Linked DNA regions of Mus musculus: region 1 is linked to region 2. A link is a contact called in public Hi-C data. All regions are on one chromosome and are shown on one strand. Each heading gives the region's core, a stretch centred on a gene start, on an enhancer-like site or on the middle of the called end of the contact. The rest is flanking DNA. Distances are from core to core; before and after follow the strand shown. Region 1 overlaps A930011G23Rik (RIKEN cDNA A930011G23 gene). Region 2 has its middle 51 kb from the start of Rasgef1b.

Region 1 (6,587 bases), core at 3,151-5,650, 320 kb before region 2:
ACCAAATTCCAGTCTCGGCTCAGAGGACTCCATGGGAAAGAGGTAATTTCTACAACGACTGTGTCTGACCAGAAAGGCGACAGTGTGGCTCCTTATCCTTCCCCAAACCAAAATAAACCCTCGTGGTATCAGCATGGGGGCTGGGCTGAAGGGAGTAGAAATTAACTCCAAGAGGTTTAATGAACAACCATGGCTTGTTTCTAAGACACCAGGAATGGGTCTGAGAGTTGGGAAGGTAGTCCAGCTTCAGAAAGGGACTAGGAGTAGACATTGGGATTTTCAGGTCTCTGATTCCAGCTCAGTGGCTTCATTTCCTTTGGGGCCATCTTCCTTTGCTGGCTAGAACATGTGGTGGACTGTCTGTCAACCCTGAAGTTATTAGTGCTGAGCTTTGTCGAGAGACTCCTGGTTTCAAGCCTGGGTGGATGCTTTGGACGGAATATTTAGCCTAGTCGATCAGTGATGACCCAAGTCCAGGAAAGAAGGCCTTCGAGAGCCACAGTGGACAGATGTATCATGGACAAATTAGTTTCTTCCAGGAATCACATTGGAAGAGAAAGAACAGGGTTGGCATACCACACACCTAGGCTCATTTGTGAATATCTTCCTTTATAAAGATTTATTTTTTTGTCATATGTACACGTGCCTGCATGGATGTTGTACGCATATCCTCTGTGTGCCCTGTGCACGCAGAGGACAGAAGGCAGCACCCAATCACCCACACCTGGAGTCACAGACAGTTTTGAGCCTCCATGTTGGTTCTAAGAACCAAATGTGGTTCGTCTACAAGATTAGCAAGTGCCTTCAGCTGCCCGAGCCATCTCTCTAACCCCTACTTATGAAAAATCGGATTTCTGTCTTTACTCTTTTCTTTGCCCTGATCTGTGGGGCAGCCATTATTACCACATCCCTGGGAAACAGACTACAGTGAGATCTTTCAGGAAACAATAGACAGTGTGATCACTCGTCCCCCTACTTTCCAATCTGCTTACCCCGAAAATTAAAACAAAACCAAAATAAACTAAGTGAGTAATAATAATATAATTAGATCATTGCTTAGCTCTCAGGAATGCAGACACAGCCTTGGAAATGGTTCTTGAGACACAGCCTTTCTTATCTTGGGAAAGCAGATGGTAGGTCGGTGGTAAGACTGTATATCAGGTTAACATTCTGATGTGTGAGCATGGTGCTTTAACTTCATGGTGTCCTTGGTGAGTGCACCACTCAAGGTTCTGGCTCCTTGAGCATCCTCCGGGTCAGTCTTCTAAGAAAACAAGGAGGAAAGGCTCACATTGCATGTCCCTCTCCTCCAGGGAGAGAACATAGAGATCCAGACAGAGACTCAGGCAAATGCAGAGGAATGTGGATTCACACTGAAACACTGCTGAGCCCATTCAGTGGTTCACTAATAAATATACAATTATTTACAGTCACATTTATTAGGTTTTTCTCTCCGTTCTCTCTCCCTCCACAGACCTTTAAGTGATGACCATTGCTCTGTTCTTCTAAGCTTTAGCTGCTGTGATAGTCATTTAACTAGCAATACCCAGATAAGAATGCTGTATATATGATTAGGTGAATCTTATTTGACAACTTGAATTTTAAAAAGCCAATGGGGTGGCGGGTATCCCAATGAGTTTGAACTCTGACTTAAGTCTCAAAGTGAGATATTGCTCGGAGGTTAATTTTCCTTCACAACCACCCTGATCCATGTTCTCAGAGGGCTTTGCAAGTTGTTCCCAGAGACTATATCCAGATGCCCTTAAAGGGTGCATGGAAGTGAACTTCAAAGTGAGTTTTCTTAGTTGCTCTATCTCATGTGTCTTTCAATGGGCTCCGTAAAGGACAGTTGGGCAAATGAAGTCTTAGTGAATGGGTTCAGAGGTTCGTGGGAAAGGATGATTGACAGAACAAGAAGTAATTCAGTGTGTCTTGGCCCATTATCTCCTCTTTCATAAGCAGTTCGAAGCAGCAAGATCTTTGTTAATTTTTTTGTTTTGTTTTTGTGCTTTTTGTTCTTTGTTTTTTGTTTGGCTTTTGACAGGAAGAGGCTGTGTGCGATTATTTTCAGTGTGCCAGTGGTTTCCAAAGTTGGTTATGTAAGAAAGATTTATCTCAAAGTGTTTGATAAAATTTAAAACTGAATAGGAGTCTTCAAGGTAAGATGTCACCTGCCTGACATGCTGGAGAGTCTCAGGGAGTGAACAGGCAACACTGTTGCCCACCAGAGACCATCAGGCACTTAGGGAGACCAGAAACGGGAGACCCGCCTGCCCTACCACCCGTCGCAAGCACACAAAGGACCTTTGGGAATATTTTTATTATGTCAAAGTAGATATAAGAATGCAGATCTAGCAGGAGTAGGAGATACAGTGTTTTATTTATTTATTTTGTGTGGGGGTGTTTTGCCTGCATGGATGGCTGTGTATTATGTACATGCCCGGTGCCCACAGAGGTCAGGAGAGGACACTGAATCGCCTGGGCTTGGACTAAAAGACAGGTGTGAGTGGCCTTGTATATGCTAGGAGTTGAACTCAGGTCTTCTGCAAGAGTAGCCAGTACCAATATATATATTTGCTTATGTATATTCTGGATATTTCTGTGAATCTTTTGAGATTAATATTTAGGTAAGATTAATACTCAAAGTTGATTAAATTCTGTGATATTTGGGGGCCTCTGTCCCTCAGCTAAAGACCTTGGCAGGGCGGCAGACAGAGCTCTTCTGAGGCAGAGAAAAACTCTTACCTTGTGTTTCTTCTAAGAGTGCTAATATGGAAGTCAGAGTTCCATTATTTAAGCAGAAAAAGAAAAGGGAAATTAAAGTAAAAAGAGTTGCTGACCTTGAGAGGGCCTGTAGTTCTGGGGGAAACAAGGGAGCCGTCAGGGGCTCTTTTTTATTTTTTTATTTTTTTATTACTTCCTTTGAGGTGCTGTGTTTTGAATGTACAAGTTTATAAGAGGTGCTTTAGCAGAGGCCTTTGGTCCTGGGAAGGTTCGATGCCCCAGTATAGGAGAATGCCAGAGCCTGGAAGCAGTGTGTTGGGGAGCAGAGGGATGGAGAGGATAGGGAATTTTCAGAGGGGAAACTAGGGAAGGGATAACATTTCAAATGTAAATAAAGAAAATATCTAAAAAAAAAAAAGAAAAGAAAAACTTGGGAGACTGGAGGGAAAGATGAAATGAAGTATATGGGTCGAGCTTTTTTTTTTTTTTTTAAATTGGTTATTTTATTTCCATTTCAAATGTACCCCTTCCTAGTTTCCCCTCCACAATTCCCCCATCCTATCCCCCTTCCCTTTGCCTCTATGAGGGTGCTCCTCCACCCACTCACCCACACCTGCCTCACTACTCCAGCATCTCCCTACATGGGGGCATCGAGCCTCCACAGGACCAAGGGCCTCCCCTCCCCTTGATGCCAGAGAAGGATCAAGCTTTAACAAGCATTAAGCTGTGAGCTCTAGCTGGCTCAGTCTCTGGCCAGTTTGAACTATGTGAGAAGGCCAATATTTGAGTATGTCTGCCTTGCTTTTAAAAGGGCCATTTCACATGGCTCATGCTAAAGGAATATACTGTGTTTTCAATATAACGGGTGGGAAGGGACATTTCTAGATTCTTTCCCACAAGGATGCTTTCCTTGGCTTGGGATCAGTGGCCCTGAGGTCATTGGGGTAGGATGAGGTAGGGACAGTTCTATACGCTGTGCAAGGAGTACATACATTTGGGCAGTGATTATCCTAGGATGTATTTTTGCCACATTAAAAACATTAGCATTTGAAAAATACAATGCAATGCCGTAAGATCACAGATACAATCTCTCACCCTTAGCATGTCTCCTCTCACAGCACACCATTCCATACAGACATCCCCCACCCAGCTATTGATGTGTTGCTTAACGTCCACTATGTCTGTAGATGTGGTATTGACTCATTTCTGGCATCCCCGGGAGATCCCCAGTATGGCAAGATCCACGACTCTGCAGTAGTTCCTGCTGTTTGGATAACACTTGACGGTTTAGGAAACTCATTTTCCTTTCCTTTCCCTGATGCCCAAACATCATGGCACACATCGTTGTTCTTGTGTTTATGATGGGGAAGATGTAATCCAGATGGATTAACTTGTCAAGATTTATAGGACTTAATGGAAGGGGCTGGACCTCGTCTGGGCCCTGCTGCTTCCCATCAACAGATGAATGCCAAACTGTCTACAGCTCCTCCTCCTGTCAATAGATTCCCCCAGTCTGTGCACTCCTTCAACACTGGGCCATAATTTGCTTAGCGAGAAGGAGACTATGAACATCTAGGAGGCTTTGTTTCCAAGTGGAGGATGGGGCTCTCAGCAGCTTCTTGTGAGCTCTAGGGAATGAGCTCAGCACCCCAGGCTAGTGCTCTTTTTTTGGAAACAGTGCTGACCTTGTTCATGCTTTGAAACCACAGCTATCTGATAAAGCAGAGCTGGAAGTGTGGTATCACAACAGCCGAGTATTCCCCCATTTGCAGGATGTGTTAAAAAAAAAAGGCATCCAAACATCCATGAGGCATGTTACATAGGAAGCTAAATTTAGAATGTGTTTGAGTATGTCTGACTTGCTTTTAAAAGGGCAATTTCACATGGCTCATGCTAAAGGAATATACTGTGTTTTCCTTCCTACTGTGTAGGAAGAACATCTGTTAAGGACTTCTTCAGGACCCATCTGAGGTGCTGGAGAGTCTTAGGGAGTAAGCAGGCAACAATGTTGCCCACCAGAGACCAGCCAGGCCCTTCACAAAGGTGAAGGGAAACTTCCCTTCTGTGAGGAGTGGATTGACCGCAAGTCTTCCAGAACCTGCTTTGAAATGCCCAAGGCATGGGCAGAGCCTGACCCTAGGTTAGAGAATACACTATGTGCATGTATAAAAATGCCAAAGAAAACACATTATTCTGTTCATTAATTTGCACTAAGAATTCCATATAATTCAATAAGGAGAAGATATTTCTATTTATAGGGTTTTTTTTTTTTTAGACATTTTTTTCTAGTTCAAAAAAAATTGGGGAAATAAAAAGATCAGCAGAAATTCTTTGTGGTCACAGGGTGCCTCTGTAGCACAGGCAAAATTACAGGCCTCTCTTCTCTCCCAACCTCTTTTTTTCCATGTTCAGTACCTTTGCTGGTATTTCTCTTTGAAGGGGAAAAATATGCAGTTCTTTTTTGTTATTTGGTTATCTGAATCTCTTGCTGCTACTGTAGAAATCAGCAGAGAAATGTTCCGAGTATTGCAGCTATAATTTCCATTTAGTTCACTAGTTCTATAATTATGTATTTTCTTTCTTGTGCATTTATTTTTTAGGCTTTTGCCTAGACATTTATAGCAGCTACGTTCTTCCTGGCTCAGTGCCACAGGGAAAATTCTGGCACAAAGCAGACATTAGCTGACTAGACTACAAGATCCTTCTCTTCCACACTAGTCGCCACTTCTTTCTGCCCACACAATCTTTGGGCCTTCAAAGAGAAAACAAACCATTTACCTGCAAGGCAGAGGGAAGGAAGGCTTGCGACATTTTTGCCTTGCTGGGTGTGCTGTGTAAAAGATCTCAGTGTTACTTTCAGGAGCTACTCTGTAACTAAGCTTTGCAGTGGAACTGGAACCTCAGGACACCAGACCTGAGACCAGCCTTGAGCCACAGGATCATAGGTCCCTCCCATTGTTGGAAGAACAACTAATACAATAACTGAGAAAAGACTTTATAAGCTATAAAATGCTACATGGGCTTCTGCTGAGGTGATGCTGTGTTGAGCTGAAGATGTTCACTATCTGGCTCAAGGAAGATAATGTTTGCTGACTTCTAATTTGTGTTTTGGCAAAAGCAAAAGTCATTGTAAAGTCTCCCTGTGAACATCTCTGCGTCATCCACCACTGCTGGCACAGACCCCTTGGCACACTGGTGGGGAGAAATGTTGTGCTTCTTAAAGGACCGATGGGAAATACAATCAATCAAGAGTTTGAAAGAATCACATCCGTTTCAGTCACTGCAGACAGCTGTGATGGGTACGGGCAGTATCGACTCCCCAAGCTCCTAAAACCCAGTCAAAGTTCTCCTAACTTAAAATTGTCTTTGCTCATATTTTATGGCCTTCGCGGGGACATAAAAGCACAGGGATGGAGCTGGGAGTCCAGGTCATTTGTATAGCCTTCGCCTAGAATGGCCGGGGCCTTGGGTTTGATCCTCAGCCCTCTTGAAAACAAAACTAAAGCAGAAATATACCAGTTTACATGACCCGAGGTTAGGATGTGGGGTCATTACTCCTGGATCATTATGATGAGGTGGTCCTTTAAATTGCCCCTTTAGTCCTGGTTGCTAAGGTGCAATAGTTAGGCCTCCTGTTTGTCAATCAGCATCCTTTTGGCACAGAGCCTATTCAAGTTTTCCTGATGTTGACTTGATCCTGGGGGTTTGAGTCACTCTCTATTCCCTTCAATAAACTGACTCTGTTTCCTTGATAACAGGACAGACACAGAGTCTGCAAGCTCAGAAGGACAGGTCAGGACTAATAACAAAATAGTAATTTCAGTGTTTTCAACTTCTCTTTCTAGAAGTAATTCATTTCCTGC
Region 2 (6,875 bases), core at 1,287-3,786:
TTAAGGTCAGGAATCTGGTTGAATTTTGCCTCTCTGTCTCTCTTTCGATCTGTCTCTGTTTCTTGGTCTCTCTCTTCTCTTCTCTTCTCTTCTCTTCTCTTCTCTTCTCTTCTCTTCTCTTCTCTTCTCTTCTCTTCTCTTCTCTTCTCTTCTCTTCTCTCCTCTCCTCTCCTCTCCTCTCCTCTCCTCTCCTCTCCTCTCCTCTCCTCTCCTCTCCTCTCCTCTCCTCTTCTCTTCTCTTCTCTTCTCTTCTCTTCTTCTCCTCTCTCTCATCTCACAATGTAGCCCTGGCTGACCTGGAACTCACTATTTAGACAAAGCTGGCCTTGAGCTCACAGGGGTTCTGCATCCCAAATGCATTTCTTAACTTGCTAGAAAGTCTGATGGCTTGACCACTTGAAGCCCCAAAGGTCTCACTCAGTGAGACATTTCCTTCAACAAGGCAAACCTCCTAATCCTTAAGTAGTGCCACGACCTAATGACTAAACATTAAAATATATGAACCTATTGGGGCCATTCACCAGCACTGTATAAAAAGTATGTTTATATAATGGAGGAATTCGGTTGTTATTTTTCAATTTATCAAAAGTCTTGAGTATCAAAAAAAAAAAAAAAAAAAAGGAGTGTGTCTTAGTTAGGGTTTCTATTCCTGAACAAACATCATGACCAAGAAGCAAGTTGGGGAGGAAAGGATTTATTCAGCTTACACTTTCCACATTGCTGTTCATCACCAAAGGAAGTCAGGACTGGAATTCAAGCAGGTCAGGAAGCAGGAGCTGATGCAGAGGCCATGGAGGGATGTTCTTTACTGGCTTTCTTCCCCTGGCTTGCTCAGCTTGCTTTCTTATACAACCCAGGACTACCAGCCCAGGGATGGCACCACTCACAGTGGGCCCTCTCCCTTGATCACTTATTGATCCTTACAGCTGGATCTCATGGAGGCATTTCCTCAAGGGAGGCTCCTTTGTCTGTGATAACTCCAGCTTGGGTCAAGTGGACACACAAAACCAGTCAGTACCGAGAGTGATTTCTGCCTCACAGTCAAGGTCATCACTGAGTAGGTCTTAGCTATGGAGTTATAGAGGGAGGTTTGGTATAGAACTGTGACTGGGGTGGGGATGGTGTGCAGAGGGAGAAGAGCACCCGTGTGATATCGCAAATGATGACATAAGTAATGGACCTGTAGCAAGAGAATGGCTGTCGGGATGGGGGAAGAGGGGGAAGGACCAAGAACATGAATAGATAGAATGAACTCATATGGAAGATATCACTGCACGTTGGGTGGCAGGCACTGGACTTTCAGATTAAAACCGCAGAAGGTTGGAGATGTCCACTTTCTGCCGAGTCTTACCTGCTTCTCCTTTATGCTGTGCTGGCCTGATTTCCCTCGGAGCTGCTTCATTACCATTTACTCTCATCTCCTGATCTAGCCAGATAATCAAGCACAGAGATACAAATCAACTCAGTCCCCATCTTCCTGCACCCCCTCCCCATCTCTTCTCCAACTGATGCATAGCTGCACCTAGCACCACTGCTTGCCAAGGCCTTAGAGTGCAAAGTCTTCTGGCCCAAGGCTGAGGTCCCTTCCTGCGATTCTCTTCCTCTCTCTTTCGGTCTTGTTCCTCTTTGCTCTACAAAAGTTTATGGCTTCTGTAGTGGATTTTTCTGTAATGGAGAAAGAAAATCGCTAAATGTATTCAATCCATTTTAGAGGTATGCTTTCAAAATGCCATGGGTCTGAATTGCAGTACTCATGTACTTTAAAAAAGAGTTTAGACATTGTGTGCAAATGGGGTGTGCAGTAATGGAGTTTCTTTGGTTCTGGTTCTGGCTTTAGAACTGTTGTGAAAAGTATTAGCTCTCCCCTGAGTCCACACAACATGCCCCCATCATTCCTTGATAACTTTGATCTTTTACCTGAGACAACAAGTTGTCTGTGAAGATCTCTGGGGTCTGAAGAAGAAGGAAGTGTTGGAAGGAGATCAGAGAGTGGGGCACACACAGCTGAGGGGGTGGGAGGGACCCAGATGTGGAAACATGAAAGCGGTACTTGCTAGGCAATGACTAATGATATGATAACTGTCTGTAAACACAGAGTGTGTAGGTTGGGAGTGCCAACAAGTATTGCCTCACTCAGCACCAGATACAATCTGAGAAGTAGCAAGGCAGACAGAGACACAGACAGCATCCTGAAATACAGGGGTGGCAGGGATGGGGTGGGGCAGACACTGAAGAGATTTTACAAAGCCTACTTCCTCTCTACGAACAACATCCACCAATCTGTCCACCCACTCACTTATTCCCCACCCCCTTTTATCCCCAATAAACCTCAAGCTACTTACACCCCAGAAAGCCTCTTTTTCTTGCTTTTCTTCATCTAAATGCTTTTCCTGAATCCTCTCCATTGTTTCTCTCCAGCAATGCTGACCTAAGAACTGGTTGCCAAAGCAATAGCATGCTATGGTGTAAGAGCGGACGCTGACTCGAGTCTGGTGCGGGAGGGTGGAGTGAAGGATCCACAACAGCCTTGATGTTGTTCTCAAAGCTACCGTTGATCCTGGAGGCATACCTAATTCAAGAGAGTGGAGACGGTTCTGTACCACTACTGTAAGCAACACCAAACTTGTGACTCTCCTCGTGTCTTCTCTCTGTCTCCAGTGTGACAGAGTCACCCATCTTGTGATCGTCAGCATGTATCTCCAAGTACACTCACTACAGATACTGATAGCACTCCCTCTTCTCCGGAACCCAAAAAGGATCAGATAGGGCTGAGCTGGGAGCTCAGAAGAAGCCTGAAGTAGAGTTCAAGAAGGCTCGGTCAACTGTAGAGCCATGGGGGCTGAAGGCAGGAAAATCACCATATTGATTAGACTGATAATGGAGAAAGAGTGAGTGGCTTCCATGGTGCCAAGAGGTGACTGGACACCCTTCATCCAGTCCCAGAACCCAAAGCATCTTCAAAAAAATAGATTCAGAACTATCGATCCTCTGCCGTCAAAGGGACTTCACCGCCCTCATGTGGTGAACACAGCACCGGCACTGGAGTATCAGATGGGCCTTGTTTTAAGAAGTAGGAAGCGGGAAGCCATTGTATTAGAAGGCAACTGCTCAAGCTAAAGAGCTTCATTTAATTGGAGGGCCACCAGGGTTTGGAACTATTTGGGGCTCTTTCTGCTTTTATGAATTCTCAACTAGTCCTCTACTGATTTCCACTTCTTTCTCTTATAGGCAACGAGAGGGACATCTTTGGTGAAATGCTGCCATCTTGTGGGAATTGTGAGAAGAACCATGGTTTTTACCTGGCAGGTATTGTCGGCTTTTTGAGAAGCCAGGACCTTTGAAGTCAGAATTCATCCTTAGGAAAAACCATGACCGCAGTCCAATTTACCTTTGACATTAATATCTTCCTTTTGTAGAGGAAAGGAATTTGCTCCTTTAGAGTTGTAGCCTGGCCATTTCTGTGTGAATGTATACATTCCTCAGACCAGCAACACATAGGCACACACATGCACACGCGGGCGCGCGCACACACACACACACACACACACACTTCTTGCCAAAGCTTCTTGTACTTCCCCATCCCTTCAAGACGGAAAGGGGTGTCCAGCACACTTGAATTCACACCAAGTGTCTATAAGTGCTGGTCACTTCAACAATGGCGACTCACAGTCTTCCTCTGCTCTCTAGCAGACTACTCAGGTTTTCTCCAGCTTTTCCCATCATTCCATCCTGTTATCCCAACCCACGACTCCAGTAGGCATCCCTAGCAACTCGCCAGTCAAGCCTACAGAGAAGCAAGCAGACCAGAGAAACAGGTGGGTGAGCTTCAGATCTTTTTCTCCTCTCCTCCACATCCATCCTCTAATCTCGTTCCAGGTCCATAAGAGACTAGCTGTTGTGGCCTCTCCTCACTCTCTGCCCCCATTCCCAGAGGAATAAACAGATCCTAGCAGACAACACTGCTTTTTTTCCCTACTGCGGACCATCTCATATCCTGCCTCCTAGTCCATCCGAATTCCTCAGCATCAGATCCCAATACGTAGAAACACATTTTACCCAGAAACCCTAGTGGTCACTCCTGGCAGCAACCCAGAAGAATTAACTACTAGATATTACACAACTAGTAGACCCTCCTAAAAACCAGAGAGGGCAACAGAAACCAATGAATGAAACACCTATCCAACAACATAAAAGCAGATTTAAACATCTAGAATTACAATCTTCCCAAACCCTAGGTGACAGCATAAAAAACACAGTAAATAACAACTGGGACAATATGACTCCAGTAGAGTCCAAAAACCTAGGCATCCTTCTTCCAGAAGAACCCAAAAAGCATCTTGAACCGAATGGATTCAGAGCCATCGGCTTTCTGGAAGAAGTATTCCAAGCAAACAGACTTAAGAAGCAAGCTTGTGTGGCCATTGTAGTATCTAACAAAATAGCCTTCAAACTAAAATAATCAGAAAGAGATAGGGAAGGACACGACATACTCACCAAAAGAAAAATCCATCAAGAGGACATTGCAATTTTTAACATCTATGAAGCAAACTCCAAGGCACCCAAGTTCATAATAGGATTAAATACAGATGAAATCATGCATTGATCCTCACACTGATAGTGGGATACTGCAATGCCCAACTCTTGCCAATAGACAGTGAAGGGCTAACAGGGCCAAACATGGCAAGCATGGCGTTGCGCTGGCAGGTTTTGCACTTTCTCCTCCCCTCTTCTTTGTTAAACCCTTAGATAACATTCCTGAAGCTAGCCTCCAAGGGCCATTCCCTTATTTAGGCATTGACTCATTCCTGAGACTGATCACCAAGATCCAACTATCAAATCGTCAAGGTCCAGAAGTCAAAATTCATTCTTTGGTTACACTGGCTAACCTGTCCAATCAGGTCTTACCACTAGCTAACCTGTCCAATCAGGTCTTACCACTGGCTACCCTGTCCAATCAGGTCTTACCACTAGCTAGCCTGTCCAATCAGGTCTTACCACTGGCTAACCTGTCCAATCAGGTCTTACCACTGGCTAACCTGTCCAGTCAGGTCTTACCAACTCATCATAGCACAGACTTCCTTCCATTTTCTCCTTAAACATCAACTCCTGAAAAAACACAGACTTCTATCTTTGTCTGATCCAGAGGCAGTATCTTCCCTGCTTGCCAAGTCCTGTCCCATTACCCAGCAGCTTGTCTCTCCAGGGTAATTGTCTTTGTGCTGAGAACTTGGTGTCTGGGTGTTTTTGTAGACTCTGAGGAGCGCCCTTACAGAGAGGTCGTCCAGACAAAAACTAAACAGAGAAATACTGGAGCTAACAGACATTATAAACTAAGTGGACCTAACAGTTACTTGCAGAACATTTTATCCAAACACAAAAGAATATACCTTCTTCTCTACAGATCATGGAACTTTCTCCAAAATTGACCGTATACTCAGACACAGAACAAGTCTCAACAGACAGGAGAAACTGAAAATAACACCACCAAGCTGGATTATCAGCAACAAAAAGTTTACGAACGCATGGAAATGGAGCAAGTCATGAGGAGCAAGCAAGTAAGCAGCACCCTTCCATAGCTTCTGCATCTTAGCACCTCGCTACTAAGGTTGTAGTCTACCACTTCCAGACATCTTTCAGGAGCTTGGCATTAAAGAGAGGACTCCCTGTTCTTATCAAGGATTCCTCTTCTCTGCCTGATGGGGGAGCCCAACCTCCACATTCTATCGACATGGGGGAAATTCCAGGTTCAAATTCCTGGAATATGCCTCTCCATGCAAATGAGACATCTCTAATACCTAAGCCTCAGCCAATGAAACGTCACTCTAAGAAGAAGCTCCTCCCACTCTCCAGGGTTATATATATATATATATATATATATATATATATATATATATATAAAACCCTGGTTCACCCCAATAAAGTGTATTCACATAAACCCAGGTATGTGTAAAGGTATGTGCTTATGCTAAGATTGTCTCAGCTATTTCACTGAAGACCCTTGGAGAAGACCTTCCCCTCCACTAACACATTCACTCCCAGCCAGACTGGAATCCTGCAGACCCCACCCATTCATTACTCCCCTTCATCCTTCCAGACCGGTGTGCAGCAGCATCTGGACATCCTGAGAAAATAGAGAACATGGAACCACAGCTGGACCCCAACATGAATACCGCACGAATACCACACTGCATCAGCTCCTGGCTCCAGGTTCTTGGAGTTTGATTTCCTGTCCTGGCTTCCTTCAGTGATGGATTGCAATGTGGAAGTGTGAGCCAATGAAACCCTGTCCTTCGAAACTTACCTTTTTGTTATTGAAGCAATAAAATCCCTAATAAGACAGCACTCTACCAAAGGGGAAAAACAAACACCAACTCAGCTATACTGCTTTGGACCTTCAGTGAAGTTCTGCCTGTAAGATATGCTGATACAATGATATCTCAAAGCTGGGTGACCAAGAAACTAGAACTAGAAAGCCAGAGGCGTATGGTAAAACCAAATACTACTACTTTACTGAAAGAACATAGTAGCCAGGGCAGTGGTGGCACATACCCTTACTCCCAGCACTCAGGAAGCAGAGGCAGGTGGATCTCTGGTGCAGTAAATCTCCAACCCAAATATGCCCGAGCAATGAAAACACAACTCAATTAATATGAATACATGCTGTGTGCCTAGATTGGGCAGATCTACCTCTACACTACCATCTTCCACATCTATGAGACCCCTTAGAACTTGCGGTCAGCCTGGTCTACAAAGTAAGTTCCAGAACAGCCAGGGTTACACAGAGAAACCCTGTCTGGAAATACAAACAAACAAACAACAGAACCACAGCAATAAAATTATCTCTAATGACATTCTGCTCTACTCGTACATCAGTG

The links. A called contact is a pair of places that touch in the nucleus more often than the background predicts.
Region 1: a contact with region 2 is called in a Hi-C map of bone marrow-derived macrophages, with 24 read pairs. The contact joins two enhancer-like sites. A contact is called at or near these places in 1 of 484 Hi-C or Micro-C datasets (bone marrow-derived macrophages), 3 of 115 datasets of contacts at active chromatin or transcription factors (the NIH/3T3 cell line, bone marrow-derived macrophages and pancreatic cancer cells) and 1 of 9 other capture datasets (embryonic stem cells).

The regions. Positions count from the first base shown.
Region 1 is chr5:99,520,399-99,526,985 of GRCm38.p6, reverse strand. The region is part of intron 2 of A930011G23Rik (RIKEN cDNA A930011G23 gene); the gene reads left to right. Among named protein-coding and RNA genes, the nearest start is that of Gm35253, 13 kb to the right of the region's middle. Within about 2 kb of position 4,400, at least 21 of the 459 cell types and tissues checked have an H3K27ac peak or open chromatin away from gene starts, as enhancers often do. A contact at or near this core is called in bone marrow-derived macrophages, where this site is marked.
Region 2 is chr5:99,198,897-99,205,771 of GRCm38.p6, reverse strand. No RefSeq gene overlaps it. Among named protein-coding and RNA genes, the nearest start is that of Rasgef1b, 51 kb to the left of the region's middle. Within about 2 kb of position 2,536, at least 28 of the 459 cell types and tissues checked have an H3K27ac peak or open chromatin away from gene starts, as enhancers often do. A contact at or near this core is called in bone marrow-derived macrophages, where this site is marked.